Linked DNA regions of Mus musculus: all the other regions are linked to region 2. Evidence: chromatin contacts called from public HiCAR-type, HiChIP or PLAC-seq and promoter capture Hi-C data. All regions are on one chromosome and are shown on one strand. Each heading gives the region's core, a stretch centred on a gene start, on an enhancer-like site or on the middle of the called end of the contact. The rest is flanking DNA. Distances are from core to core; before and after follow the strand shown.

Region 1 (3,404 bases), core at 544-3,043, 990 kb before region 2:
AAATGTGTTTCTAGAAAAGTTAACAAGGGGACTGGAGAGATGGCTCAACAGTTAAGAGCACTGACTGCTCTTCTGAAGATCCTGAGCTGAAATCCCAGCAACCACATGGTGGTTCACAACCATCCACAATGAGATCTGGTGCCCTCTTCTGGAGTGTCTGAAGACAGCTACAGTGTACTTACATATAATAAATAAATCTTAAAAAAAAAAAAAAAAAAAGCTAGGCGTGGTGGCGCACACCTTTCATCCCAGCACTCGGGAGGCAGAGGCAGGCAGATTTCTGAGTTCGAGGCCAGCCTGGTCTACAAAGTGAGTTCCAGGACAGCCAGGGCTACACAGAGAAACCCTGTCTTGGAAAAAGAAAGAAAGAAGGAAAGAAAGAAAGAAAGAAAGAAAGAAAGAAAGAAAGAAAGAAAGAAAGAAAGAAAGAAAGAAAGAAGAAAAGAATAGAAAAGAAAAAATAAAAGAGAAGAGAAAAGAAAAGAAAAAAGAAAAGAGTTAACAAAACAGTGCAGAGGCGCAAAGGGCACCCCTGGAGAAGAAAATGCTGAAAGCCAGGGAGCTGGCAAGCAGCCAGCTGAACTTGACTCTCAAACCTCTTCTTCTACAGCTGCACCCTACCTGAGGCCAGGTTCTCCAGCTACCCCACACCCTTCTAAAAGAGGCACCTGCTTGGAGTTTCAGCCTTCCAGCTACCCCACACCCTTCTAAAAGAGGCACCTGCTTGGAGTTTCAGCCTTCCAGTTACTGGTGTCCTGTAAGCTTGGGGTGGAGCCCAGGTGCTAGCTAAGCTCGTGGGGTGCTGGAAAGATGGCTCATTACTTAAGATAGTCTAAGGCTCTTCCAGAGGGTCACCAGCTCCAGGACTCTCAGATGACCACAAGCATATACACAGATATTCATAGTTAATATCTCATTGGACATATCAGCCACATTCCAGAGAAGCCCCCTCCCCCTTGCTCAGGAGTAGCTGTGATTCCTGGGCTTCCAAGTCCCAGGATACCCTTCCATCCGAGCAGAAACACGGTGGTGATGCATGTCTGTCCTTCCAACACTCGGTTTATGGAGGCAGAAGGATCAAAAAGTCAGCTTCATCCTCAACTACATGAGTTCGATGCTAAATTGGATTACATACGACCCCCATCTCTCTCTCTCTCTCTCTCTCCATATATATATATGTGTGTGTGTATGTTTATGTATATGTATATATGATTTTTATTTCCTGTTACTGTGCTTTGCCTGTATTTATGTATATCTGTACCACGAGCCTATAGTGCCTATTGCCTGTGTGTGGAGGCCAGAAGAGGGTGTGAAGTCCCCCTCCAACTGAGGTTGTCAATGTTGACAATCCAACTTTGGGTCCTCTTGAAGAACACTCAGCGCTCTTAATTACTGAGCGGTCTCTCCAGTAACCAAAACCAAAATTTTCTACAAAAAATAATAACAATAATAATAATAATTTTCTACCACAGATTCAGGGTTTGGCTTTAGCGGAGAATAAAACAGGACCAGTGACAGTACAGCGTGAGGGTAAAGTCCTGCTTTGGCCACCCCTTCGCTTTCTGTAGAGGCGCAGGCGCACCTGAGCACTTGGCGTCTGCGCACGTGAGGGCAGTGAGGGCAGTAAGGGCGGGAACAGAACGAGCGGCACGTGGGCGACGAGCAGGAGGCGGGGCTTGAGGGGGCAGGGCCAGAGCGGCCTGCGCGAGAGGCAGAAGAAGAGTGGCTGGGGCGCTGGGTGTGGGCGGGGCTGGGGGGCGGGGCGTTGGGGGCGGAGCTTACTTCCACGCGCTGTGAGCGCGCGCCCACGGCAGTTGGTCTCTGAGGCGGCGGCGGTAACAGTTAATCTCAGGAGGTCCTGCTCGGTCCGGGCGCCATGCCTCTGGATCGTCAGGTGGCCATGGGGAACCTTGGCAATCAGGACATACTGGCCATCTTCTACCGCCTGCGCTTCGTGCTTAGCAACCACATAGAGGCCGCCTGGCGAGCCCGGAACCCGGCAATGGACGTGGGAGGAGGAGGAGAAGGCGCCCGGTTGGTCAACGGTCGTATTCGCCCACGCGGGTTCTGAGTGACTTGGAGCACTGCTCGCCCTCGCCCGTGAGTAACCCGTCACTGGTGCTCCGTACACGTCCAGTACCCTCACGGGTCTCGCCGAGTTGTAGAGACTTCTGTCTCGCCGAGTTGTAGAGACTTCTGTGAAATCGCGCTTTGGGCTGTGGTTCGTGTCCCCCAGGGGTTTTTTGGGGTTTGGTGGCGTCTCCCCAGGAAAAGTTAACAGCACCTCACTTAACTGGCACGCCTGGTCGCGTCCCCCTCTAGCTGTTGAGCTAGTGCCGCACCCTTGTCACTTTTCTCCACAGGACTCTCCGAGGGTCCTCGAATCATGATTATTTAGAAGTGACCCGCTGGCCTTAAACTACCAATCTTCCGGCCTCAGCCTCTCAAGTGCTGGGATTTTTGGTGTGTGCCACCATGCTGTTTCCATGGAGCTTCCCCTTATTTATTTATTTATTTATTTATTTATTTATTTATTTGAGACATTTTGTCTGTGTAACCCTAACTGTCCCGGATCTCACTGTATAGACCAGGCTGGTCTTGGAACTCAAAGCGCTCTGCCTGGCTCTGTGTGCCACCACCACCCAGTTTACCATAGTGCCTTTTATAACCTAATCTTGAAAATTGTATGTTGTCTTTTTTCCACATTTTACTGGTCACATAGACTACCTTGGTAAAAGAGATTGCACAAAAGGTGGAGGATGATTGGGCAAATGGTCAGTGCAGAGAAGAATCATACCCAAGGGTCTGTCCTGTGAGCTACAGCCACTGCCCAGTGCATTGTAAGGGACAGTGTACCCGCTGGGTACCATCCTGGTCAGCATTCATTTATGTGTTAGGTTTCTTACTGAAGGTTTAGAGGCAAGTAGAGTAGGATATAGCTTACAGACCTAAGTTCTCTTCACTGCACATTACATATACAATAGAGTGTTGCTAATACAGTAATTATATTGATAACTCTCCCTAGGCCCCATGAGTAAGCCCTCATCAGTGCAAAGCCACAGCCTCAAACATGCTAAGCAAGTACCTGACCACAGAGGGCTTATATTACAATTTAAAAATTTTTTATTTTAGGTGTGTTAGGTGGTTTGCCTGCATGTATATCTGTGTGCCTGGTGCTCATGGAGGCCAGAAGAGGGCATCACATTCCTTGGAACTGGAGTTTGATGATTGCCACTACTGAGAACCACTACTGAGAACAGCCAGTGTGATTAACAGCTAAACCATCTCCCAGCCCCAATATTATTACAGATATTTGAAGTTCTATAAAATTGGGCTGGAGGGATGACTCAGAAGTTAAGAGCACTGGTTGCTCCAAGCACCAACATGGCAGCTCACAACCGTGT
Region 2 (3,047 bases), core at 436-2,935:
GCTGAGCTGAGAGCCAGAGAACATATTGTGAGGAGACAGATAAAAGAACTCACAAAGTATTGGTAAGAATATAAAGGAAAAAATAGGAAGCAAAAAGCAACATTTACAAAAATACGCTACAATCCCCTGTGGTGCCTGCTTCAGCTTCTGCCATGACTGTCCTATGATGGACTGTGACCTAGAAGTGTAAGCTGAAACCAATCCTTCCCCCCCCCCAAGTCACTGTTGATCCAAGTGTTCATGTCACAGCTATACATCGCCTCTTCTGTTTCCTTTTTATTTCTGCATTCCTTTCCTCTTCCCCTCCCCTCCCCTTGCCCTTCTTGTGTAAGTGGTATCTTAGTGTTCCTCTTTGACCCTCCTTTCATCTCTGTTTTATTATTTTTTTTTATTTGTTTTATTTTTTTTTATTTTATTTGATTCCCATTATTTACTTTGGGGATTAAATCAGCATCTTTTAAAACTTATTGTTAGGGTGTGTACATGGAGTTGGGGGAGATGCCATCTAGAGAGGTCAAAGGACAACATCTGGGATTCCGTTCTCATCTCCCTCCTTGTTAAGGCAGGGTCTCCCTTGCTGTTACTGCCACATTACATATCCCAGGATAGCTGACCAGTGAGCTGCCAGGCATAAAACAACACCTTAAACTTACAAAAACCTTATTTGAATAACAAGTTACCTTCTGTAGTATACAGACACAGGACATCTCGTCTAGTCTCTCACCCTTCCCCGCTATACTATCTTTGCCACAGATAGCATGTTTATATGTTTTGTACTCATGAAGACAGACTTGTAACTGGTGTTCTATGCATCGGTTTTCAGGCATACAGACAAAAAGAAAGGCCTTACAACCCGAAGCACGCTAGCACTTTTACCGCGTTGTTACTGCGCCCTGTGCTCATTTCTTCTATGGCTGTGAGTTAACTGGCTAGCATCACTTCGTTTCAGCATGGAGAACTCCCTCTACTGCGCCCTGTATGCTAAGTCCACTGACACCAATGACCTTCTACATTTATCTGGAAATGACCTGCTTACTACTTAATTCCCGAAGGACATTTCTTTATTCTTAACAAAGAACATGTGGATGATGTTCTTCAGGATGTGCGTGTGTTATCCTGTGTGTGGTCTTCCGGTCTCTGTGGTCACTGATGAAAAATTAACTCTTAATCTCAGCATGATCCCCGTGTGTGTAAAGGGTGAATGAATGACTGCTTTTTACATTCTCACTGCAGTTCCCTCTGTCTTCAGTGTCCACAAGAACCATCTGTCGCTCACTGTGGTCCCTAATCCCTCTGGGAGCACAAGCTAAGTCCCAGGGGGCTCTCTGGGTGCTGGGGGAGATAGCAAGGTTTTGACCTTGGACCTGTCAGGGCTGAAGCCTCCTACTCAGAGCCCCGCCTCCTCGTTGCAGTGCCTCCTCCCAGGAAGGCCCCCCCTCCTCCTCCTCCTCCTCCTCCTCCTCCTCCTCCTCCTCCTCCTCCTCCTCCTCCTCCTCCTCCTCCTCCTCAAATCGGTCTCACCTCCCGGGAGTGGATCCGCCTCCTCAGAGTGTCCCCCTCATGCTCAGAGTGGAAGCCTCCTCCCCAGAATGTATCATCCTCCTCAGAGTTGCTCCGCCTCCTTCCCCTCCTCCCCCGCCTCCTCTTCTCCCCCCCCCCCCAACCCCATTCCTCTCCCGCCTCCTCCTCTTCCTCCTCCCCGTCAGAACGTGCCCTCCTCTTCAGAGTTGCTGCTCCTCACAACTCCCCCTCCACCTCAGAGTGAATCCTCCTGAGTTGCCCTTTTTCCTCGAGCTCCTACTCCTCCTGTTCCTGCGAGGCTCCAGACACCTCTTGCCTCTCCTCGGCTGAGTTTCAGAACGCACCGGTAAAGGCAAGGGTTGCAGGGTTGCGGGTCTGCCCATTCGCTGTACAAGGGGTGCGAGGCGGGCCCCCACCCCAACCCCTGCGCTGGGGCTACCTTGGCACTGGAGCGTAGCAGTCCCTCCCCCTGGGCGGGGCTGGAGTGGGCAGAGGGGAACCTCCAAGGGCCTCCGAGTAAACTGTTTTCCATTGTCCCAAGCTGAGGCTAAGATGCTAGAACCTCCTAGAGTCTGATAGAGGGCAGGTTTTGAAGGGCTCATCCCCTAAGACACAGAGCCTGGGAACCCGCCTGTAGCCAGGCCGCAGGGCTGAGAATCTCTGTCCTATAGTAAGCAGAGTGGAGCCTGACCCTGGACCTTTGCATAACCTGCCCTTTGGCGTGCATTCTAGCCTTATCAGGGACAGGCGGTACCTAAGCAAACCAGACCTCTCTCCGAAGACCTCTCTTTTTGCCCTTTGGGGCTCAGCGAAGGTGGGGAAAAGAGGGTGGGGACGGTGAGTGGACCCTGGACCTCACAAACTCTGCTGCACCCCCTGGAACTGGGATGTTGTTGTCAGTGATTGGCTTAGAGGATCCACCCCCATTTAATTAGGAAAAAAAATCTACACTGAGCTGGGCACAAAATCCCAGCACATGGGAAGCAGGAGCAGGAGGATCTCTGTGAGTTTCTATGACAGTCTGGTCTACATGTCTACATAGTGAGTTCCAAAACAGCCAAAGCTACATAGTGAGACTCTGTCTCAAAACAGGAAGGAAGGAAGGAAGGAAGGAAGGAAGGAAGGAAGGAAGGAAGGATAGAAAAAAAGGGAGTGAAATTCCTTGTATGTTCAGTGTAGAAATTCCCTTTTTTTTTCTATCACCAACTAGAATGTACAGTTAATACCTTGTACTCTATCATGGCTGTCCCTACCCAGCAGCCCACCCAGTTCTTGTGGGTGTCAGGGCAGCAGCAGACACTGGAGTATTCTCTCTGTAAACAGCCAAGCATTCCTCGCACCAAGTGTCCTACAGTTCTTGCCTATGTTAACTAACAGACTATTCTAGAGATTTGCTTTCCTTCCCAGCTGTTGGTTTCGTGGGTTTAAACCAGATTCCATACCGTAGCTCAGGCTGGCCTTGAACTTGATGCAATCCTGCTGCTTACAAGTAAACTACCGTGTGTATTTAGCCCTGAAGTTTTGAA
Region 3 (3,230 bases), core at 418-2,917, 770 kb before region 2:
GCTGAACCTTAGGGTTTTCCTGGATCCTGCCAAGCCTTCCATTGAACCCTGATGCTCTGTTTTGTTTTGTTTTTTAATGGCTGACCCGGTAGTGGACCTGTAGTTCAGGCCCTGGCAGCAGGGATGGGGTTCCAGTTGTAGAGTCTATGTCCTGAGAATGGGGGCAGTCCAGGTTGATCAAAGTCCCCACTTTGCCAAAGCCTCAGTCATAGGGCATTTCAAACTAGTAGCCTGGGATTCCTGAGCCAAGCTCGTGAATATTCTTGTGGGAAACTGATTCTTGTCTCTTAGGAAGGCCTTCCTTTCATAACATGTACATTTTTTTTAAATGTTCCATATGGCAGATAGTTTTTTTTTTTTTTTTAGATTTATTTTATTAATATATGTAAGTACACTGTAGCTGTCTTCAGACACTCCAGAAGAGGGAGTCAGATCTTGTTGCGGATGGTTGTGAGCCACCATGTGGTTGCTGGGATTTGAACTCTGGACCTGCGGAAGAGCAGTCGGGTGCTCTTACCCACTGAGCCATCTCACCAGCCCCAACATGTACATTTTCAAGGGAACATGAGAAACTGACCCAAGAGCATCATGTTTTTATTTTTGAAAAAATTATCTATTTTTATGTTTATGAGTGTTTTGCCTGTATACACATATATGTATGTATGTATGTATGTATGTATGTATGTATGTATATGTATGCAATAGCCTGGGAGGTCAAGAAGGCATTGAATCTCCTGGCACTGGAGTTACATGTGAACTTCCATGTGAGTGCTGAGAACCAAACCCAGGTAGATCCTTTGCAATATCAGCAAGTGCTCTTAGCCGCTCAGCGGACCAGCTTCTAGAAATTCTGTCTCAACAATGAGAAACTATCCCATAGGTCAAACACTAACATGTCAGTTAAGAGACCACCTTCATTTGCCTCATTTACACAGTCAGGAGGCAAACGGAAAGGTGACTAGTCTAGGCATCAGAAACTGAGCACGACCTTACAACGTAGACGACCTTACAACATGGGCAGTTATGTCCAGGCATGATCAATTGAAATTGAGGTACATAGCAGTAGGAGAACAACAGTCCCATCTTGTCTGAAAAACAGTAAGAGAGAGGCTGGAGAGGTGGGGCGCGCTCACGCTCACACACCAGGTAGGGCAAAGGCAGGCATCAACATACGACTTGCAACCACTAGCACCTGAGAGCAACCATTCAGAGGAGCTGCTAAGCTTTCTATTCTTGTAGAATTAGGGGGTCGGGCAGATCGCGTCACCCAGGCATCCCGCAAAGTAGGCGGGTCGCCTCAGATTGCAACCTATACCCGCTCAAAAATTCTTCTCACATAAGCAGTGAGGACTCGGGCGTCACCCCGAATCGTTATTTTCCTTACTCATAAGTTTAAGGCATGAGGAACGTGTCTACGTTCCTCAGGGGTAAGAAATTATATTCTCATTACAAGTATGGTGAGTGTCCGATCGGCTGTATGACTAAAAGACTTGTCCTCTTGATAATGCTTTTTAATGGTTTATGATCGATATAATTCTAATTCCTCATTAGCAAAAGGAGGAGGGGGGAGAGAGAGCCCATAAGGCTCCGGACTCCTCCATGCAAATTAGAAGCGAGCACCGCAAAGGCTCACGGGGAGAGAGGCTCCACCCCTTCCGTCTCGAGCTTTTCGTTTGAGCTGTCGCGAGAGTTGGCCGTCCGGGTTGCCGGAAGCCGCTCTTGACTCCGGCCGCGGGGCGGGCTCGCCGCAGTCGGCTTCTCCTCCGTTCTCCGCTAGCTGCGCGCCGCAAGATGGCCGATCTCTCGCTGGACGAGCTCATCCGGAAGCGCGGGACGGCGGCCAAGGGACGGTGAGCGGCCCTTTCCCTTTTCCTCGAGGCTCGTAGGGGCCTCGCTGCTTCTTGGGGTTCGGGGGCGGAGGAGGGAGCGGCTCCGGGGGGCGACGCCGCTTGCGCCCGCCCCCTGCGTCCGCCGCGCTCCTTATTGGCCCGGCCGCGCGGGCCCAGCTGCTGGTCGGTCCACTGGCTGCTGGGCCCGGGAGGCCCGGGAGGCCCGATCGCAGGCGAGCCGAGGGCTGGGCGGGCCAGGGCCTTGCTCCCCGGAGGATCGGGTCCGGGGGGACCACGGTGGCGCCGTCTCCGCTCGGCCTTTAGGTCCTGGGAGTTAAGAGGGCGGAAGTTGAGCGGAGGAGCCGCCAGCCCAGAGCTGTTTATGGCCAGTTCTGCTGGTTCTCCTATGCCACGGTGCTTAGCCCGACCCGTTTTAAGCAAAGAGCTCTTTCATAGGCGAGACGCCTTGTTCCTTTCACTGTGATATCTGTAATGGTTGTCTGATCGTTTTGTTTTCTCTTGAGGCCGGCTTTCACATAGCCGGAGCGAGCCTCGAACTCGCTGCGTCTCCGAGGCTGGCCTTAAAACGCCAAGAGTCTCCCTCCTCCTCCCGTTTCTCAAGGGCTGAGATGACAGGCCAGTTTGTTTCCGTTTTGAGAGCCGGCGTCCTCCATGTTATCCAGGAACTCCTGATCTCAAATCCATCCTCCTGCCTCAGTCTCTTGAGTAGCTGGTGCTCCAGGCGCTCCGCTGTTGCTTAACTATTTTATTCCGCATTTCACAAACGGGAAAGCTGGAGCCAGAGAGAAAGACTTTCCCAAGGCCACCGAGTGCCCCAACTGAGTTGGCCTCAGGCAAAGACAGACAAAACAGTTCCAAGAGGGTGGCATTGGCATTCATGGATGTATGCCCTGATGTCTTAAGTGAGACAGTCAGACTCAACATACTCTTAAACATCGATAGCCATTTCTAGCTTTTATAAATGTGCAGGTGAAAAAGTGGTTAAGTCGGCCCGTGGTCAGCAGGCATATAGATACACTGCTGTAGGTGTCAGGAACTGTTTTCCTGGGGCTGGAGAGATGGCTCAGCAGTTAAGACACCAACTGCTCTTCCAGAGGTCCTGAGTTCAATTCCCAGCAGCATGGTGGCTCACAACCATCTGTAATGAGATCTGATGTACTCTCTTCTGCTATGTTTGAAGACAGTAACAGTGTACTCACATACATAAAATAAATAAACCTTTTTATTTTTTTAAGGAACTGTTTTCCCAGACACTGATCTGCTCAGCTATGCCAATCCTTCCCTACGCCTGTGTCTAGTAAACACTGTTGCCTCCTACACTGAAAGGAGACAAGCTCCCTCCAATCTCAGTGCCACCCAGCTCACCAGCTCTTATTGTCA
Region 4 (2,993 bases), core at 167-2,666, 740 kb before region 2:
GCCCCTGCCTCAGGGTTCCTGACCTGCTGGAGTTACTGCTCTCGCTGCTTCTAATGAACTGTTTCATGAAACTGGAAATAAAGCCTTCCTCCCCACATTACTTCTTAGTCGTGTGTCATCACAGCAACGGTAACCCTAATGAACACACAAGTATCCTCCTGCTTCAGCCAGGATTAAAGCCATGCCCAGATGGATAAAGTTTATTTGGGCTCACTTCAGTTTGTAAAAATTTAAAAAATCTGCCAAGCATGGGTGATGTGTGGCAGTGTCCACCTTTAATCCCAGCACTGGAGGAGACAGAGGCAGACAGATCTCATGTGAAACTGAACCCAGCCTAGTCTACATAGCTAGCCTCAGGTCAGCCCAGGCTACATGGTGAAATCCTGTCTCAGCACACACACAGTATTTTCTTGAGGGAGAGAGCTCATGCCATGAGGCATAAGCCATGGAGTGGGTGTGGAGGTCAAAGGATAACTTGCTGAAAACAATTCTCATCTTCCATGGATGTAATTCAAGATGTCAGGCTTGCCAGCAAGTACTCTTTGTTTACAGTTTCAACCCCAGGCCTCTCAGCCCCTTGCTCTCTCAACTAAAGAGACTGACTGTTCATGGCATCTCACTGCACAAAATCCCAGTTGCACCACGATTTATACGGAATGCTATTTATTTTTTAAAAATTTATAGTCGGGGGCTGGTGAGATGGCTCAGCGGGTAAGAGCACTGACTGCTCTTCCAGAGGTCCTGAGTTCAAATCCCAGCAACCACATGGTGGCTCACAACCATCCGTAATGAGATCTGTCACCCTCTTCTGGTATGTCTGAAGACAGCTACAGTGTACTTATGTAAAATAATAAATAAATCTTTAAAAAAAAAATCTCAAATAAGCCAGGCAGTGGTGGCACACGCCTTTAATCCCAGCACTCGGGAGGCAGAGGCAGGCAGATTTCTGAGTTCGAGGCCAGCCTGGTCTACAGAGAAAGTTCCAGGACAGCCATGGCTATACAAAGAAACCCTGTCTCAAAGAAAAAAAAAAATTATAGTCGGGCAGTGGTGGCACACGCCTTTAATCCCAGCACTTGGGAGGTAGAGGCAGGCGGATTTCTGAGTTCGAGGCCAGCCTGGTCTAGAGTGAGGACAGTCAGAACTACACAGAGAAACCCTGTCTCGAAAAACAAACAAAAATTATGTGTTGAGTGTGCCTGTGCACCACGTGTCCTGGAACTGGGTTCCAGATAATTTTTGAGTGATCGGAAACGAACCCCTATCCTCTGGAAGAGCAGCCAGTGCTCTTTCCATTTATTGCTCCAGCCTCCCTCTACTTCCCAATAGGACAGGGAAGGCTAAATCTTAGGGCCGGGCAAGATCCCGGGAGGCGGGCCTAGGGCTGAGAGGGCGGGGCCCCGCGTGACGCCGTCGTCGTGGAAACGCAGCGGCGCCGGAACACGGAACTCCCAGCCGTCTCTGCGCTCCCAGTTGGCCAAGATGGTGTCTCGCAGGAAGAAACGGAAGGCTGGCGGCCACGAGGAGAGCATACCGAGCCCACCGGGGTATTCAGGTGAGCAGCTGAGGGCCAGGGACCCACCATTTTGCGGGAAGGTGGCTTGCAGGTGGCAGAGGCCCTGGCAACTCGTCAGGTATCGGGGTGCAGGACCCCGCCGCCCCGACTCTGGGTGCTGATTCCGCGGCTGTTCCTCCGAAAGGCCTTGGGCTCGGGCGCGGTTCCTCCAGGCGGCGCCAGGCGTCCTAGGCCCAGCGTTGCAGCTTCGTCGTCCTCAGAAGCTAGTTATCCGCTGTTCTGCTCGTGTCTCGTTCTTTAACAAGCGCTTCCGCAGCTGTCGCCCTCCCAGCCCCGAGATTCGCATCCCACTGGTGTAGACTTAACTGGGAAGGTGGGGCTAAGTCGGCAGGAGGGGTGGGGGGGGGGGAGTTAGCCCTAAACGAAGAATGGGTGGAGGGAAGAGAGTTGGTGTGCCAAGCAGAGCAGCCCATGCTATGGGGGGGGGGGGGGGGGGCTGATGATGTCAGACAGCGGATGCTCCGAGAACGCAACACTGTGCCCGCCCCCTCAGCCTCCTGCGGTGATTATCCGAATACATTTCCCTCCAGCTTCCCGTGGATGGGTGGATGAACAGGCGGGCCGATGGAGCTAGAAAGAGACATAGTGAATTGGAACTTGGGTGGCATAGACACAGACCTCCTTTCAGGGTACCCCAAACTCTCCTGCGCTCGTTTCCCCTGTTAGCTGTTCCAGTCAAGTTCTCGGCAAAGCAGCAGGCTCCTCATTACCTCTACATGAGACAGCACCGAGTTCGCCAAGGCACCCAGTCCACATGGCCTCCCGATCGAACCCTTTTTATCCTTAATGTGCCCCCGTACTGCACACAGGTAAGAGTCTGGTAGACCAGTGGGTTGTGAATGGGGGCTTGCCACGGGCCCTACAGAATCCTGGTGGTCAGATGGAAATTCCTACAAAACCCTCAGTGGAGGATGTTGAAAGACTGGGAGTTTCAGAATAAAAATATGTTTTGTTTTTTTTTTTTTCTCCCTGCCGCCGTCTAGGCAGGGTCCCCCTCTCCCTGGGCTGTTCAGAACTTCCTGAGGCTCAGGCTGGCCTCGAACTTGCTGTACTTCCCCACCCTCCCCGTCTCAACTCATTACAGTTATGAGTGGTCACACCTGGTTTGGAAATTATCCTTCCAACCATTATTTTATTTGTTTGTCTGTTAGTTTTTCATTTTTAAAAGACAAGTCTAACAGTAATCACTGCAGTTCTTTCTAGACATACTTATTAATTTTTTACAGAAAGCATGACATTTGTAGTTCTGTTTCAGACGGGGTCTCTTGCAGCATGAGCTGGCTTCCTACTCACTGTGTAGGTGAGGCTGGCCTTGCACTCATGATCCTCTGCCTTTACCTCTGGAATTCTGGGATTGCATGCCTGTGCCACCACACGGCTTTAATCCCAGCACTCAGAAGCAGAGGCAAGTTTGGAT
Region 5 (3,268 bases), core at 505-3,004, 970 kb before region 2:
AAAGATGACCTTGAATTCCTGAGCCTCCTGCTTCTACTTCCCAAATCCAGAGATTAGAAAGGTTACATCACTATACCAGTATAGCTGTTTTCCTAACTCCTATGAACTATCCATATATATATATATATTTTTTTTTGAACGAAGATAGGAAGATCATTCAAATGGTGAGGGTTGTCTGCAGCAGCAACATGCTGTTCCTAAAGACTGCACATTTCCTAACCTTGGAAAAGGCCCAGCTCTGGGTTGATGAATACACAGCCTGAGGCATCTACCAGGCCTGAGATGGCAAACATGGCACTGGCGGGCCTTGCCTTTCCTCTTTTTTTCTCCTTGCTAAGAACCGTTAGATTACATTCCTAAAGCTAGCCACCAAGGTTTGTTACGCTATTTGTCCACTTCCTGAGGCTAACATACTAAGGTCCAGCTATCAAAATCCACCCCCTACCTTGGTTCACCTAATTAGCATGCCCCATAAAATAAACTTATCCTAAAGGGGTTTCTTCTTTTACCTTTATGAACTGCCATTTGCCAATACGCCAAGGCTGTCTCTTCTCTATCCAGAAGCAGTCCTTTGTCCCTCTGGAGCAAATAACCCGTCCCCCTCTCCCTCCTTTTCACTTCTTCCTCTTGCTCTATCTCCTGTCTTTGTCTCTTATTCCCTGCCCTTTTGTCACTCTGCTGAGAACTTTGTGTGTCTTGTGCCAGTTCCTGTCCTTGTACAGCCTATATGAGGTCCCAACTTGACACCAAGACCGTTTTCAGAACATCCCTGAAGCTGCAGTGCTGCTCTGGTCAACATATTTCATCTCCAACTCCTTCATACAGGTGAATGCTAGGAAGTGCCTACAGCAGCCCTGCTGGGAAGCAACCAGTTGAACTGGGACAGAAGCTGGGGCTTAGCACTTGATACCAAAACCTGTTTTTCTTCTATTATGCTCTACCTAAGGTCATGTTTGCCAGCTGCTCCACCCTGACCGCTGTAAAAGAGGCACCTGCTCCCAAGCTCAAACCTTCCAGCTACTAATATTATCCAAGGTTTAACTGGAGCCCCAAGCACTAAACACAGACTTGTTTCTGGTCTTTCTAGACTTCTCAGTTCTGACCCTGATAGAACTTGTTGCCTACAGGCAAGCACTCTCTCTCCGTGAACAGAACAGACTTTATAATTACAAGATTATCAAGCCAGTATGGCTTGGTGCAGACCTGTAATCTGAGCAGCAAGACGCTAAAACAGGAATATCTCCAGTTCAAGTCCAGCCTTGGACTACACAGTGTGCTCTAGGCCAGCCTGGGTTTCCCAGATGGGAGAGAGAAAAATGGGACAGCAGTTTCCTGTAGGTTATCACTCAGGGCTTGACTTTAGCTGAGAAAGAGTACAAACACACACTACTACTATGCAGGATCCATGAGGATGAGACCTGCTGGCTCTCCCATCCTGAGGGATAGGTGTGAGACTGGCCACGGGCCGGCAACGGTATGCTGGTGAGTCCGGTGGGTAAGCCCGATGCTCCCTGCGCAAAGCCTGGGGTTCCTATCCCACACTGCAGGACCCTAACTAACGCTGAGATCTGGGGAAGGTTTGCGGAGGGGTGGGAGTTGTCCGAGCGTCCGCGCATGCGCCTGCCGCGCCCGACTTCGAAATTGGAACCCGGAGAAACCAGTGGCGCCGAGGGACCTCACCGAGTGAAGGAGAACGGCGCGTGCGCCCGCTTGTGGGCGGAGCCTGGGCGCGGCAGGGGCGGGGCTTGTCGTCACGCGCAGCCCCGCCCCTCGGTCTCCGGGAGGCGGCAACCGCTACTCCTTGTCTCTTCCCGGTTGTCGGGGACTGCTTCACCTCAGTTCTCAGTGACTATGGGGGACCCCAGCAAGCAGGACATCCTGGCCATCTTCAAGCGCCTGCGCTCGGTGCCCACTAACAAGGTAACGGCCGCAGGCGGGCTTGGGACCCCGCGGCCCGCCGGACCCCGGTGTGGCCGCGGCCGTGGGAGGAGCCGCCCGGCCTGTGACACGTCGCACTGTGGGCCTGGCAGCCGCCGCTCCCCAACCTTCGTCAGCAAGGGGAGGAAAAGGGGGCGCCCACCAGGGGCTTAGCGCCTGGGGCACAGGGACATGGGCATCCGGAGGATGTCCAGGACTAAAAGGCAGAGAGCCTGGGGTCACAGGACTGGGGCATGGACATCTGGGATGTCTAGCATCCTAGGGCAGAGCGTCTGGGGTCACAGGGGGGGCTGGGACATGGACAGTTGGGGTGTCCGCCACCAGAGGCCAGAACACCTGGGGATAGACAGAAGACTGGGGCATGGACATCTGGAACAGGAGACCAGTGCATTTCATGGCAGAGAGAGGACTGGGGTATGGACCTCTAGGAGTGTCCAGGTTACCCAGACGCCAGACTACCTGGGGGCTTAGAGAGAAGGCTAGTTCATAGCATCTAGGGGTGTCTAGGGGTCTGGAGAACAGAGCACCTTGACCCAGAAGCACAGACATGGTAGGGTGGAGGAAACAGATGTTGGAAGTGTGTAGCTGGGCTCTGAGAAGGCTGGTGAGGCAGAGTTCACTCCTTCTGGCCTCTGTGAACAAAGGTAAAAATCCCAGCCACCTAGACCCAGGGGTCAGAACTCTAAGTGGTGCTAAGTTCTGGGAAAGAAGGGCTTCTCCCCCCACCATGGACCTTGTCTTGAGTGTTCTTCAGGGCTGGGGACCTGTTGGATTTTTGTCACCATTGTCCTTCGGTGGCAGCCTGTTTCCCAGTCCAGTAGAGCTAAGGTTCTCTTCCCTGGTTGCCAGCTCTCTGGGTTCCTGAGGAAGCTCACTAAAACTCACGTTCATCCCTCTGTAGGTTGAGGTCTGTCCCTACAATTTTTTTCTTCCCCTTATGTGACCCCCCCCACACACACACACACACAGACCCCACCCCCAACCACTGGGCCTCATAACTTTTAGCATGTGGCTGGCAGTGTTGTTTTGATACACAGGGTTAAGGTGTCTACTTCCTTAGGATGACGGAGTAGGGTGGAACCCGAGGAGTGCAAAGGGCTGTCGTGTCACTGTGGACTCTCCCCACCCCTCTCCAAGTTCCATCTGGTTGCCACCTTCACCTCTGAGGAACCATCTGTTAATGGGCACAGCCGTGATTACAGAGTCCTGCATGGCTGGCATAGAAAGTTCCAACATGTCACAAAATTCAGGCTTTTTTTTTTTTTAATGTCTTGATGGTGGAAGGGAGCCCTAGGTTTTTATAGCCTTATGATGAAGGAAATGGTTAAAT
Region 6 (3,390 bases), core at 238-2,737, 720 kb before region 2:
GAGCAATGTGGCCCCAGGGCACAGCCAACTTCAACTCTGAGTGCAAACCTGCAAGGCAGATCTGGTCTGTCAACCCCTGCATCCAGGAATCCGGCACTTCCTAAGCCCCTATGAGTGCACCAAGAGGCACAGGCGCCTGAGCTACTGGCCTATGTCTAAGCTTTAGACAGACTGATTGCCAGATAACAGGGAAAGACAGCTTGGGTCCCCTGGATGAGAAAGATCTGAATAGGTTTTTCAGGATATAGCTCATTGGTTTTTAGGGCAGAACTGGAAGGAGTAGGTTGGGGGCTGCCGGCTTGAACCCTGACACTTGTGGGCTGTATGACCTTGGCTTGCCTAAAACCTCTCCATCTTCAGTTTCCCTTTCTGTTAAACAGGAGCAAATAGAGAATAATGCCTCATAACTATATGGGACCCATTCCAAGAGCCCCTGTAGATACCTGAAACTTCAAGCAGTAACAGACCCCATACACTGAATGCTACCTATAACAATAATTATACATGCCTGTTATCCCAGCCCTTAAAAGGTAGACATGGATAGACGATAAAACATTGTCTCATAAAACTTCAAATCAACAAAATAAAACAAATATACTACAATTTGTGCAGCACTGACTCTAAAATATTATTATGAGAACCAAGTGTATTAATCACACCTATAAGCCTAGCCTAGTCCTGAGGAGGTAGAGGCAGGAGGATTTCGGCCACTTAAGGATAGGCTGGTCTAGGGAGTTCCAAGCCAGCTAAAGCTACATACAGTAAAATGGCTGAGGGTTTTAAGACACTACTCAGAGTACCATGCTGCTCAAAACTGGTCTGTGCCCTCACATTTTGGACCTTAGGAAACTGAACCCTTGGAAATCGAAACTGGGAGATCACCGTGGCCAGCTTTTCCTATACCTTCGGAGCCGATGCCAGACACTTTATACTCTATCTATCTATCTATCTATCTATCTATACACCGTGAGTTGGAGAGTTGGGCCACTGCTGTTCTCAGTGCACAGATCACGAAACTGAGGCACAGGAAAGGGAGAAGGGGAGGAAGGAGAGGGGGAGAGAGTCAGCTTGACTCCAGGGCTCCATCTGGGCCTCTTCAAGTCAGATGTGCTCCAGAGCTGACCTTCTGCTGCTGTTGGACCCAAAGAGCAACCCCAAATAGCAGCCTAGGACTCAGCGGCCATCAGGAGCCCCGAGTCTGGCTCTGCTAGATCCCAGTGCTGCCCACTGAGCCTGGGAGAGGGCGATGAGCGTCCACTCCACCAGCTCAAGTAAGCGAGTGGGAGCACTCGTCGGCCTCCCCCTTCCCACTCCAATCTAAGGGGCCCTGAGGGACATTTTCACCCATTGCTCTGGTCGGTGAGGCTGTCACTCCTCGCTGAGGAGGTCACAGGAACTGGAAGGACTCAGAAGCTCACGCCCCGCCTCTTGCGTCCCGCTCAGGACTTTCCCTCCAGGTCCTTCCCGTCCCCACCGGCTTCCGTCTCCTTAGCCCCAGTTTTAGCGCCAGCCCCGCCCCTTCAAGCGACACCGCCCACCGAGGCCCCGCCTTCCTGCGGCCGGCCCGGGACTTTCAGGAGGATCTCAGGGCTGCTCAACTCCTGGCACATTGCTGTGCTGCTACGGTGGGATGGTGTCAGAGCTAGCAGAGAAGTAAGTCTCTGGAGGACAAGCTTTGACAGGCTCAATACCTGGGCATCCCCGCATGATTACCACGAGCTAGACAAGGCCCCGGTGGCCCCACAGTGAGGAAAGCTCCCTCGAGGATCCTCTCTGATTCCCACAGAAATGAGACGACTGTTTCACAGTGTTTCATGCCTCCCCACCGTGTCCCCACGGTGGCTGCGGTCCCTCAGCAGTGCCTGGCGCTATCCAGCTTTGATAATTGATTGCACGGCCTGAATGAATAAATGAATGTATAAAGCGAGGGCTCTGGCAGAAACCATCCCCAGGCAAGGAAGGACTGAAAACAGTTTCAGTCCCGAGAAGAACTCAGAGTCAGACTGTGGGCACGGGGTGCATTCAGGAGGCTGGGAAAGGCCTGTGGGTTTTTGGAGGCCAGCCTGGAATACACTGCAGGACTCTCCAATGACCAAAACTCATCCTAAAGCTAACCCTAGCAATCCAATCACAAACATTCCTAAAATGGACACATACAAGCACTACCTTTTAAATTAAAAGCAGAAATCTTGAGCTTTTAAATTTACCAGGTGGGCTCTCTGGAACAGCGGGAGATATTCCCTATCATTGTTGTAGCTGGCGAACCACAGACCTGGGCACTGAGCGGAATCAGTGTGGTGAGTTCCCCAAAGGGGTGACAGGGCAAACCCTGAGCATCACAGGCTGTAGTAAGGGGAGGGAGGGGAGGCTGGGCAGAGCCACTGTGGAGAGAAATTTGAGGCTGAAAAATAGGCCAACGTAGATGAGGGGCTGGAAAATGGGGCCGCCTGGTTGTGACAGGACTTTTCTGAGTGGTTTCACTCAGAGGTTAGGAGCTGGGAACACACCACGCTTTTCTGTTCTATTCTTTGGTTTTTGGAGACAGGGTTCGAACTCACTCCATAGCTGAGGGTGACCTTGAATTGAGCCGCCTCCCTCCCTCTCCAGAACACTGGGGTTGCACGCCTGGTTTATGCACTGCTGGGGGTCAAACACGTGGATGCATGCATGCCAGGCAAACATTCTACCAACTGAGCTACATCCCCAGCCCTTTGAGAACACTTCTGTTGGGTCCAATCAGTGGCATCTATCGGTGGAGAACACACTTTGATTCTCGATAGATAAGGGTCTTCACTGAGTTCTGTCGGAGTACAGTCACTCAGAGCCACTGGGAACAAGACACCTACCAGGAAGCCTGGGACCTTTCCCAATCTTTCCCAGTGACACATTGTTACCAATACTTGCACTTGGCATCTCGCATTCCTTTGACCTCAAAATTCCCTTGCTTCAACCAGCCCCTCCAGCAGCCATGACCTCAGCCGGCTCCTGTCTGTCCTGCTGGTCCATGGCTACAGTCACTGTCCCTCCATTCAGTCTCATCCTCATGTTCACATCCATCTGTGTCCCATCATTTCCATCTACCTCTTCCCTTTCCGTCCCTGTGACTCCATTCTGCCCTGCTTATCCTGCGACCACAAGCTGCCACCAGCCCCTTCCCCACCTCTTATTTTACTCGTGTGAAAATCTGGGTGCCTCTCACTGCGGGCTGGGGTGGGGGTTGATCTCCTGCCGGTCTATTAGATGGTGTTGGGGGGGGGCCTTTCCCTCTCCTGTGCTATCCGTTCTCTACACCTGACTCTTGCTGTCTATATCTCTGAGCCTTTTCCCCCCCTTCCACCCTGGACAATTCCTTCCTTCTACCCTGGACAATTCTACCCTCTTTTCAAGACT
Region 7 (3,407 bases), core at 376-2,875, 790 kb before region 2:
TCCTGTCTCAGCCTCCCAAGTGCTGAGATTAAAAGCAGAATAATACTTAACTGATATTAGATCCAGCCTCATATCCCAGGGTAGTAGGTGCCCTTCCACAGCCTAGCTCCTGATTTTTTTTTTTTTTCACTTGTTTGTTTCTTTGAGACGGAGACTCATGTAGCATAGGCTGACCTCAAGTCAATCTGTAGCCAGGGTCAGATAACCTTGAACCCTTGCCTCCACTATCCAAATTCTGGAATCACAGATGTGCTGACCATTGCTCCTTATTTATTTATTTGAGACAGGGTCTCTGTGGTGGTTTGAATAAGAAATGGCCCTCATAGGCACGTGTATTTGAACGTTTAGTCCCCAATTTGTGATGGTTTGTGGGGAGGTACGGAGGTGTGTGGTCTTGCTGGATGAAGAAATGTGCCTGGGGTGGCTTTGAGAGCCTATAGCCTGGCCCCACTTCCAGCTCTCTCTCAGGTTCCCACTTAAGGTACAGTGTTATCTCTCAGCATCCTTCTCCCCGAGCCAGGTTTTCCTGCTGCTTGTGGCCGGCCATGCCTTCCAGCTATAATGGGCTCTTATCCTCCTGGAACTGTGAGACACAATAAACTCCATCTTCCCTAAAGTTGCCTTCGGTCATGGTGTTTTACCACAGCAACAGAAAAGTAACTAGCAGTCTCACCGTGTAGCCTGGAACACTCACAGATCCACCTGCCTCTTCCGGTATTGAACGCTTGGGTCATCAAGTGTTCCGGTATTGAAGAGTTTGGTTAATAGTTCTCAATTTTTAGGCAGCAAGTCTCTTCCTCACTCTGCCGCTCTCAGAGCAGTCTTCCATTCCCTATCTGGCCAGGACCAGGTTGAAGAAAACTCCGGAATGCCAGGGACATACGAGTGTTTATAGAGTATGTGATAGGCTCTGTTCTGAGGTCCGGGTACACAGAGAACTGACTGCAGACTCCTGGCTTGGGGAAGCCCCACCATCTAGTGGAATGGGTACGTGGGCGCAGAGCATCGTGAATAAACAGGCAGGATAACTGAAGCGCTACAAAGACCGTTCTGCACTAGTGGCGTCCCTTGGAGGGAGCACAGGGCCAGAGCTGGCCTAGCTAAAGAGGTGACACCTGAACTTTAATCCGGAACTGGCCTCAGTACGTTTGGAGATTTGTTCAGGAAGGAACGACTGGTTCGCAGGCTTGAAAATGGGGCAGGGCAGGGCTGTAGCCTGAACTCTGTAGCCAGCGGTGTTGGCAACACGCCCCGTGAGCGGGTAGAGCCCTGGCCAGCACAATCAGCTCCGGCAGGCTCCCAGGACCGAAGGCTCAGGATTTGAGAGCCCATCACGGGGGCGACATCTTGTTCTCTTCACCAGGACAAAACAGGCCCAGAAGCCACAAGCTACCTCCCGAAGCCACACAGAGGCGCCACAGTAGCCAGTCTCTCGCCGAGCCTCTTCCGTGCAGCGCCGTCAGCCACTCAGCGCGCACTCCCGTCTTCACAAGCGGAAGTGGGCGGGGACACTGGGAGTCTCCGCCCCCTATCCGCCCACCTCCGCGCTCCTGACTGGCTCCGCAGGGCGTCCCCGCCTCCGAGGTGTTGAGACCGAGGCGGGTTGTTGGGGGAGCGGCCGGCTGAGTAGCGGGTGTAGAACCGTGCGTGAGGCCACCGTCTCTTCTTCGCCACCATGGGGGCCCAGCTGAGCACGGTAGGCGGCATGGGTCTGGGGTCCCCAGGCTTGCACCGTGGGGATACCGTACGATCCGGGGCGCCCAGCACCGGTTCACGAGCCCCGCGCCCCACCCGGCCCCTTGCAGACCGTGACTCACGCCCTGGCTAGTGGCCGCGCCACTCTGGCCCGGCCTCAGGCCAAGGGGGAGCCCCGAGCGCGGGGTGGACATTGAGGACCCTGTTGGGTGTGCGCGAATGAGAATAGGGAATGAGTGACGTGCGCGCCCGCCTGAGTGGGCGTGACTTGTGAGTGTGAGAAAGTTGAAGTGCCTGCGCCCGTGGGGGATGTGAAAGGTGCGAGGGTTTTTGTAAATGGGAACGTGAAGTGTGAACCGTAGGTGCACTGGTGTGTGCGTGGAGGAACCGACAGCGGCGTGTGTGAGAAATGAGAGTGTGGGTGTGAAGACATGCAGGCCTGAATAGTGGACACGAGTGAGCTGGCAGGAAGAGTACTTTGGGGTGCGTGTGTGTATGGGAGAAATGTGTAGGGTGTCCCTACAGGGGTTGGGTGCATCTTCTTGCCATAAACAAGGCAGTAGTTGGCCAGGATCTTTCCAGCTGTCACCTAGAAAAGCCCTGGCCATTCTTGTTACTCACAGAGCTGCACTGTCACTAAAGAAGTGTCACTTAGACTTGGCCATCAGCCCAGGGCACTGAGGATGCTGGGACCGTCTAACGTCTATAAATCTGCTCTCTCACTGTTACTGGATCGACCAAGGCCCCTTCCACAATCCTAGAGCTCACTCTCCTCATTTCCTTTTTTTTCTTTTTTTTTTTCTTTTTTGAGACAGGGTTTCTCAATGTAGCCCTGGAATGCACTGTAGACCAGGCTGCCCTCAAACTCACAGAGATCCACTTGCCTCTGCCTCTCCAGTGCCAGATTAAAGGTGTGGGCCACCACCGTCCAGCTCCTCCCTGATTTCTTAAGAGCATCCATGTGAACTGTGACCAGTCTCAGTTACACAAACATACCCTTGAGGTGTCCAGCTCTTTGGGTATGACAAGAATAGGCCAGCGCCTGTCTTGGAGGGTGCCCTCTCTCCTCTCTGCAAGATTCAGGGCTCCTAGTGAAGACAGCCTTCTTGCCATGGCATTTGCTCTTGCGAGAGTGACCAGTCCAGTATGGACCATCTAAGGAGCATTCTGGCCCAAGGCAAAAAAAAACAAAACAAACCCCAGAGTGACAACACCCCATAATGACATTCTGACCAGTTTTCCCAGAGACTGCCCATGATCCCTTATCTTCCCCCTGATTCCCAGGTTCTCCTTACCTTTTGGACCATGTTGGTGGTACCCCAGCACCTGGCTTTTCCATCAATTCATGTTAAGTCAACAGTAGTTCCTTCCAGGCAGTAGAGCTCTGTTTAATTATCAGAAGGCCCCACCATGGCCTCATCTGTCCAAGGGTTGCTTGGTATTGTCTTTGACTTAAGGGGCTGACACCTCAGTGCCCACGGTATACATTAGGCCTGGAGGCCTGTGTGGCTGCTGGGTATTGGGTGTACCAGATGTCTTATCTGGGCTATGCAGGCCCTGTGGGAGGCCTCCTGCATATATTGGGGGCCCCAACCCAGAGGATGGCACTGGAGTCTGCTGTCTACCAGGAGAACATTGCAGGCTTGGCCCGCCGCTCTGGACTGCCTCTCTGCCTGTTTGTGAGTTCCAGAAAGCCCTTGACAGACCCGTTC

Evidence for each region. Promoter capture Hi-C pulls out the DNA fragments that hold promoters and counts their contacts. HiCAR-type assays count read pairs that join an accessible place to other places. HiChIP or PLAC-seq counts read pairs in DNA pulled down with a chosen protein or histone mark.
Region 1: a promoter capture Hi-C map of hippocampal neurons shows a contact between it and region 2, with 4 times the contacts expected there. The contact joins the promoter of 1700001L05Rik here to the promoter of Cyp2d22 in region 2. A contact is called at or near these places in 5 of 39 promoter capture datasets (cranial neural crest, hippocampal neurons, maxillary cranial neural crest and 2 more) and 1 of 115 datasets of contacts at active chromatin or transcription factors (astrocytes).
Region 3: a contact with region 2 is called in a promoter capture Hi-C map of pre-B cells, with 2.6 times the contacts expected there. The contact joins the promoter of Poldip3 here to the promoter of Cyp2d22 in region 2. A contact is called at or near these places in 5 of 39 promoter capture datasets (3T3-L1-derived adipocytes, the C10 cell line, cranial neural crest and 2 more), 3 of 115 datasets of contacts at active chromatin or transcription factors (embryonic hindbrain, large pre-B cells and memory CD8 T cells) and 1 of 9 other capture datasets (adipose tissue).
Region 4: an H3K4me3 HiChIP or PLAC-seq map of craniofacial prominence shows a contact between it and region 2, with 6 times the contacts expected there. The contact joins the promoter of Rrp7a here to the promoter of Cyp2d22 in region 2. A contact is called at or near these places in 4 of 39 promoter capture datasets (the C10 cell line, cranial neural crest, pre-B cells and 1 more), 4 of 115 datasets of contacts at active chromatin or transcription factors (craniofacial prominence, embryonic basal ganglia, embryonic hindbrain and 1 more) and 1 of 9 other capture datasets (liver).
Region 5: a HiCAR-type map of astrocytes shows a contact between it and region 2, with 4 times the contacts expected there. The contact joins the promoter of Arfgap3 here to the promoter of Cyp2d22 in region 2. A contact is called at or near these places in 2 of 39 promoter capture datasets (embryonic stem cells and stem cell-derived epiblast-like cells) and 1 of 115 datasets of contacts at active chromatin or transcription factors (astrocytes).
Region 6: a promoter capture Hi-C map of embryonic stem cells shows a contact between it and region 2, with 8 times the contacts expected there. The contact joins the promoter of Serhl here to the promoter of Cyp2d22 in region 2. A contact is called at or near these places in 14 of 39 promoter capture datasets (the 3T3-L1 cell line, 3T3-L1-derived adipocytes, HPC-7-derived erythroid cells and 7 more), 5 of 115 datasets of contacts at active chromatin or transcription factors (bone marrow-derived macrophages, craniofacial prominence, embryonic basal ganglia and 2 more) and 1 of 9 other capture datasets (liver).
Region 7: a contact with region 2 is called in an H3K4me3 HiChIP or PLAC-seq map of embryonic basal ganglia, with 5 times the contacts expected there. The contact joins the promoter of Cyb5r3 here to the promoter of Cyp2d22 in region 2. A contact is called at or near these places in 3 of 39 promoter capture datasets (the C10 cell line, maxillary cranial neural crest and pre-B cells), 3 of 115 datasets of contacts at active chromatin or transcription factors (embryonic basal ganglia, embryonic forebrain and forebrain) and 1 of 9 other capture datasets (liver).

The regions. Positions count from the first base shown.
Region 1 is chr15:83,365,686-83,369,089 of GRCm38.p6, reverse strand. It overlaps 1700001L05Rik (RIKEN cDNA 1700001L05 gene), which reads left to right and starts at 1,793. Exons shown (of 4, transcript NR_027980.1): 1 at 1,793-2,100.
Region 2 is chr15:82,378,898-82,381,944 of GRCm38.p6, reverse strand. It overlaps Cyp2d22 (cytochrome P450, family 2, subfamily d, polypeptide 22), which reads left to right and starts at 1,685. Exons shown (of 10, transcript NM_019823.4): 1 at 1,685-1,867.
Region 3 is chr15:83,147,815-83,151,044 of GRCm38.p6, reverse strand. It overlaps Poldip3 (polymerase (DNA-directed), delta interacting protein 3), which reads left to right and starts at 1,667. Exons shown (of 9, transcript NM_178627.4): 1 at 1,667-1,850. The coding sequence starts at 1,792. It overlaps Rnu12 (RNA U12, small nuclear), which reads right to left and starts at 1,400; the gene lies at 1,251-1,400.
Region 4 is chr15:83,121,224-83,124,216 of GRCm38.p6, reverse strand. Rrp7a (ribosomal RNA processing 7 homolog A (S. cerevisiae)) reads left to right here and starts at 1,416. Exons shown (of 7, transcript NM_029101.4): 1 at 1,416-1,555; 2 at 2,243-2,385. The coding sequence starts at 1,483.
Region 5 is chr15:83,348,733-83,352,000 of GRCm38.p6, reverse strand. Arfgap3 (ADP-ribosylation factor GTPase activating protein 3) reads left to right here and starts at 1,754. Exons shown (of 16, transcript NM_001357756.1): 1 at 1,754-1,920. The coding sequence starts at 1,852.
Region 6 is chr15:83,098,302-83,101,691 of GRCm38.p6, reverse strand. Serhl (serine hydrolase-like) reads right to left here and starts at 1,487. Exons shown (of 12, transcript NM_023475.3): 1 at 1,345-1,487; 2 at 1-48. The coding sequence starts at 1,348.
Region 7 is chr15:83,170,401-83,173,807 of GRCm38.p6, reverse strand. Cyb5r3 (cytochrome b5 reductase 3) reads left to right here and starts at 1,625. Exons shown (of 9, transcript NM_029787.3): 1 at 1,625-1,696. The coding sequence starts at 1,676.